Linked DNA regions of Gossypium hirsutum: region 1 is linked to region 2. A link is a contact called in public Hi-C data. All regions are on one chromosome and are shown on one strand. Each heading gives the region's core, a stretch centred on a gene start, on an enhancer-like site or on the middle of the called end of the contact. The rest is flanking DNA. Distances are from core to core; before and after follow the strand shown. Region 1 holds the start of LOC107948112 (transcription factor PRE6). Region 2 has its middle 62 kb from the start of LOC121227134.

Region 1 (3,174 bases), core at 72-2,571, 110 kb after region 2:
TACTTAATATAGTAAAACCAAAGGTGAATGAAAATGGGTGTTTATTGCATAAGTAAACTCCTTATAATGGCTGCTTGGTCGCTACCGCCGTCTGTGGAAGCTAATAGCTGGGATAACCGGTCGCTTAGGTCCTCCACTTCTCTATGTAAGCTTCTGATATAGTTGCAAGTCTCCTGTAACACCTTGGAAGTTGATACCTGAAGAGATATTAGAGAGAAAAATATATTATGGATCTTTTCTTTTTCTATTGAAGTTGGAATATAAAATTAAATTAAGTTTTGATGATATAATATTTGAGCGTGATGTGTAAACTAAACATGAGGTGTTAAAAATGAGGAACAGATGGAGTCCCACACCTTCAACTTGTTGCTAGAAGGCACCACATCAAAATAAATGAGGCGCGCTCTGATTATGACTTATCTACGAAAGTGAACGGAGTCCTCACAAAAGAAAGGGTGTTTTTATTTATTTATTTTATTTAGAAAAAAGTAGAAAGAGTGGTGTGGTAGTCGGTATACCTTGTCGAATCGCCTTCGACGAAGTTCAGGGATAAGGTGTTGCAGCTTGGAAACAAGATCGGTGATCTGATTGTCAGTGATACTGGAAACACTTGACTGCTTGGAACGTGATCTTCTGCCTGACATTGTGTTTTAAAATAACTTCTACTATATTTTTTGTGTCAAGAAACTAAATGAATGAAGGCTTAAGGAAAGTGAGGATATCTGAAACTCTTGATTAAATTGACAAATGGGATGTGGATTTGTCACCGAAGAAAACCTAAGAAAAAAGGGAATACGATAATATATGCATAAAGGACCTGGAAACTTAAGCTGAGAAAAGAGCAAAGAGATGAGTTAACCAAGAACAAAGAGAAGAGAGGTTATGATGCTTTGCTTTGAAGACAGAAGTGGGATATGCTGCTTTTTATATAGGGTTCGAGTCTACTCCGAAATCTTAATTTTTATTTATTTATATATATGTAAAAGTGCGCTCATTCTCGTGTGCATGCACCGAAGAAGAGGAAACAAGTTTTAAGAATTCATTTGATTCAAGAAAAGGGAAGATTATTATTGGAGTTTTATCTACCATCAATTAATAATAAAATAATATATTATGATTGAATAAGAAATAAATAATTTATAAATAAATATAAATAATTTTATTTAAACATAATTAAACAATAATTAACTATAAATAATTATTAAAATCTTAAATTGAACATAAAAAGAAATGGACGGCACAACATGTATCCTCTGTCTCCCAGTTTCAAAGACCAAGTTCTCCTATTTTAATGTAACTAGAGAAAGCAACGAAGGAGAAGAAGAATAAAGACATGGTCGTTTTAGAAATAGAGGCGACTGAAGAAGATGAGAATAGAGCATCATTCAGATACATCCTTTTGGATACCAAAGATCGAGAAGGGTGGTGTGAGTTTCAGTTTTGACAATAATGAATTTGTGCTAAATGATGATGATGCCATGATTTCTTGAGAAAGACTGTACCTGTAACAATCTGTTTTTCAGTAGTGTCAGAAATAGTAGTTTCGGAACTCCATTTCCGACGAGTGAGTAATAATATTTACGATGTTAGTATAAAGTTTAATTAAAGTTTGGTCTTTTCATTTTTTCGACTGGAGAGTTAATTAAGGTACAATGACTAATTTGTAAACTGATATTGTTATTTTAGTAAAAAAGAACTAAAGTGTAAATATTTCAAAATTAGAATGAAATTTCTATAAATATAGGTATTAGAGGGCTGTAGAGGGATGAGATTGGAATTAGATTGAAAATCAGAGCTTAAATGTGAAAGATATTATTGTTTAGGTTTTAGGGATTAAATTGAATAAAATATGAAACTTTAGTGAATTTGTGAAAAGTGAAATTAAAATGTCATATGCATAGAATAAGATGTTATAAGGTAATTGAAACTGATAATTTGAAATGAATTACCGTATAGATCAAAATTTGGACCAGCTAGTAGATAATCGAGCAAAAAATTACGGATTAGTCCTCAATATTGCACTTATAGTCGTTTTGGTTTGGTAAGTTCATATGGTGTAGTTATGTTTGTAAATATATTGGATATGTTTAAATTATGAAATTAAATCTTGTGATTGCATTTTGAATTGGTTACAAATGGTACAAAAAGGCGAGAAATGGATTGAATTGTAAAGAAATGAATTAATGTGTTAAATGTGCCTAAAGGAACGTATGCATACAATTGGCATGCCAATAGGTTTATTTGCGTGTTGTGCGGGATATGGTATGAGATGATACTGACGTACCGAGAATTCATTATTTAAATCGGAATCCAATATTTGTTGCGGATTACCGAGTTTTATCTCTACAGAGACCATTATTACTGTCTGTCTCTACTCAAACCTTGGTGTGTTCTGGAGGGATGTAATGTCTTATGACATCTGATGCCTATAATTTTAGCATTTCGGTGCTCAGGTGTGCTTGGAGTTGTTCAGACGAGGAATCTGGTGTGTTTTTGTAGTTACCCATGTATCCGTATCTGTTTATTATAGTTCATCGGGCTAAACAATTAGTGTAAAATGGAAAATATCTTATTGATAATATGTATTGTATTTAAAAATGGTTATATGTTAGGAATGATGAAATGACGTATATGTTCGATGATTCTAATAGAATGACACTGAATGGAAATGTATTGTACATATCAAAATGTTGTAGGATTGTAACTGATAAACTCACCTTACTAATGTGAAATGTGATGACAGGAAAGTTGTCTAGTTAGCTAATTCATTATGTTAGTTGTGAATTAAGGTGAGTTTATTATTTTAACTCATATGAACTTACTAAGCATACATAATGCTTACTCTGTTGTGTTTTCTTTGCTTGTACTTATCTTTTGTGGAATGAGACGATCAAATCACTTCGGAGCTCACACCATCAAGCTTTCGATTTGCCAGTCTTTTAATTTTCCTAGTCTCGGTTATATGGCATGTATAAAGGAGATGTTTTGCATATTTTCTTATGACCGCCTTCGGACGTGCTAACATCCATAGTGTGAATACTACAATAAAATATAGAATTATGAGGCAGTATCCGCAGGTATACAGGTCTAGTTGTAGTATAGTTTTACAACGGAGTGAGTGAGTACTCTAAGAATCGTACCCAAGGGAGGTGAGCGCTAGGTCAATTTTAACCT
Region 2 (3,285 bases), core at 747-3,246:
GAAGAGAATGAATCAAAAGCAAAAGTGGAAACCTGCAGTGCTCCTTCGTATCACCTAATAAGTATCCAATGTCTGCAGAAAACCCGATTATTATCACCTAGATTGCAAACCTTAGTTTAGAATATATATATATATAAACGTAAACATAGCATAAAAGGAAAACAATCATCTTCGGTGCTTACAGCAAGAGAGATCATGAGCGCTCCAGCAAGGATAAAAGGCCGCCTTCTACCATATTTGGAAGTGCATTTATCACTCCAAATACCAACACAAGGTTGAACCTAAGATCAAAATGCAAACAATTCTATAAATCATAAATGTAGATAGGTATTATTTATTCTGATTTTGTTTAACTCTAGTCATTTGCATTTATCATGTGCCAACACATTTAAAAAAAATAGGCATTAAACACAAAGGTAACCTGCTTCCTAATTTGCACAGACATACCTTGGGGGAGGGGGAGAGAGAGAGAGAGAGAGAATGGAAAATTGAATAAGCAAAGAAATTCTCTATTATGCAATCAAACAAATAAATGTTCTAGGGTACCCCCATCTCTACCTTCTACATGAAAGGTAGCCCCAACTATTTAGGAGTTAGTTCAAAATGCAGCACAAGCTATTACAGCAGATCTATCAAATAACCACATTAAAATATCATGTTACACCCATTAGGACTCAAAAATAAAGAGAAGGCAATAATATAGAAAAATACAGCAATATGGTTTCCCATCACCTACCACAAGACCAGTTATCGGACCACAAAGCCAAATAAATGAAGAAAAAGCATGCTCTATTCCAAGTGTCTGCATGAATCAACAAAATATACAGTAATCAGAGAAGCTCAGAGCGTTGAAAAGAAATACAGCCAAGGCTAAAAATAATAATAAATAAAGAGAGAGTATTATTCTTCAAAAAATGACTATAACATTCTTTTAAATAAATAAAGAGAGAGTATTACATAAGCAAGAAGTTGACAAAATATTTTGAGAATTATTTTAAATGAAAATTATTCTTCAAAAAATGACTAACATTCTTTTCTCTAACTAGTACGTTTTAATTTATATTGTTAAAGATGATAAGTATTTCTACAAATTATAAGAAAAATTTCTAGAAAATGATAATAAAAGAAAATCTGCCTCCCAACGCCATGATCTCTCTTTCGTAACCTATAACCACACCAATAATTCTTTCTGCAGTACATGAAAACTAAGTAAATTAATGACTAAACAATAATGAAAAAAGAATTGTAGCATCTACTATCTAACCAATTCAATAATACCAACAAGAAGTGCACTCGCTGATTTTATTTTTCTATTTCGTACAGATAAACCCCCAATAACACAAAAATTGTCATTAAATGTAAACACATTGCACCAAATTCAAACTTCAAAACATTCATGGTCACTAGCTTACTATTTTTCATTAAAATACTTAAACTAACATAAATTACAAGACTAAAGAAAAAAAAAAAGAGTATTGGAAAGACCTGAATGTAAGGAGTCAATAGCGATAGTTGTAAAGCCCAACCAAACTGAACCCCGGCGGCGACCGTACAACTAAGAACCAGAGTTATAAAGCTAAAATCCTTAGATCCGGCATGGATCGGCGACGATAAGTTAGCGTTTCCATTGGGAACCCTCGAGGAAGGCGACGAAGAAGAAGCTGAAGGAGAGTTCGGAGAGGAATTTAGATCGATCCGGAAATGAGGATCGTCGGTCATTTCAACCTCCAATTCCTTGTTTAAATTCCTGTAGGGGAACCTGATGGGCACTGAGTCACTCATTCCCGCCATAACCTCTTTGGCTCAGTCTCTGATTATCCTTCACGTGTTAACTCAAGGTAAACCTTCGCATTAAAAAAATGAATACAAAATCAATCAAAATTAAAAGTTGAGGAATGAATGTGTTTCAAGATGATATTTAGGTTTAGGTGCAGGGTCCATGTTGATTTGTGTGATGTGTCGGTTGTGAAAACAAAGTTTGCCATCAAAGGAAAAAGCGAAAGGGACGTTGATTAAGTGGGAGAAAAAGGATGTGATCAGGACCGTTGGTTTTAAGGGACTTTGTCATTTATTGAAGGGATGCTTTTCTTCTTCAGCAAGGGAAAAAGCACACCGACGACGAGTGAATGCCGGATGGACGCTGGAGTCAAGTTTACGTAGTAGGTTACTATAAATTAAATATAATAGAATGAATGCTAGACTACTCATGCTAACTAAATTATTAGTAAATTTTCATTTTGATAAAAAAATTATAAAATTTGTCAATAAATTATTTTATTAAAATCGTTGTATAGTGCATCACTTACATTAATCAAAAGTTTTTTTTTCCATTTTTTCTATAATTCAATTCTTTTCATTAAATAATTTTAAATATTACAAATTTACAAATCAAAATTAAAATAGTTTTTTTTCTATTTTTGACATTAGCCGTTAGATCGACTTGAATTTAAGGTATTTCTTTTACTTATTGATGGGTATTAATTTATAATTCAATAATAATTTTGTAACTTTTTAAAGTTAAATAACCAAAATATAAACTTACGAATAGTTTAGTGACCTTGAGTATAGGATAAAAACACTTACAAAAATATTTATTTGATTGTGGTTTCAAAATAGTCGTTACTTTCCTTATATATGAAAAAAACCCTATATACTTTTTAAATTGATAAAAGTATTACAAAAGCACTAGTATTAACAGTCAGATTATATTTTGCCCTATTTATTTAAAAATAGATAAATTAATCCCTGTATATTAGATTAAAGAGTAAAATGGTCCTTTTTTGTTAAAAATTTCATCAATGTTTATTGTTAAAAATTGACGTGATTGATGAAATAACCAAACAATTACACATAGCATGCTACGTACACCTCATGCCGGCGTACAGGAGCCAAGTTTTAACAATAGAATTGGATGAAATTTTTAATAGAATGACTAGTTTGCTCTTTAATCTAACATACAAAAACTAATTTGCCTACTATTTTTAGTGGAGGGAGCAAAATGCAATTGACTCCTAGTACAAAGGCCACTATGATACTTTTACCCTTTAAATTCTAGGATAAAGCACAATAATAGTCACTCAAATATACACTTTGTTCACTTTTGGTCACTTAACTTTTAAAATTAAATATTTTAGTCACTCTTCCATTAATTATCGTTAGCCAATCAACACAAAGATGATGTGGAATTTTTTTATTATTCTAATAATAAATTTAACTTTTAATATTTACAAATTTTATCAATTTGATTCTAAATTTAAAAAAGTTAAATTCTATTAAGAAACAATA

The links. Hi-C and Micro-C count contacts between places; a contact is called where the count stands out from the background.
Region 1: a contact with region 2 is called in a Hi-C map of leaf, with 1.6 times the contacts expected there. The contact joins the promoter of LOC107948112 here to the enhancer-like site in region 2. A contact is called at or near these places in 6 of 34 Hi-C or Micro-C datasets (callus, leaf, petal and 1 more).

The regions. Positions count from the first base shown.
Region 1 is chrA03:58,689,263-58,692,436 of Gossypium_hirsutum_v2.1, forward strand. It overlaps LOC107948112 (transcription factor PRE6), which reads right to left and starts at 1,322. Exons shown (of 2, transcript XM_016882582.2): 1 at 519-1,322; 2 at 1-197. The coding sequence starts at 644. The coding sequence ends at 42.
Region 2 is chrA03:58,574,900-58,578,184 of Gossypium_hirsutum_v2.1, forward strand. It overlaps the pseudogene LOC107957332. Among protein-coding and RNA genes, the nearest start is that of LOC121227134, 62 kb to the left of the region's middle. Within about 2 kb of position 1,997, at least 7 of the 9 cell types and tissues checked have an H3K27ac peak or open chromatin away from gene starts, as enhancers often do. A contact at or near this core is called in leaf, where this site is marked.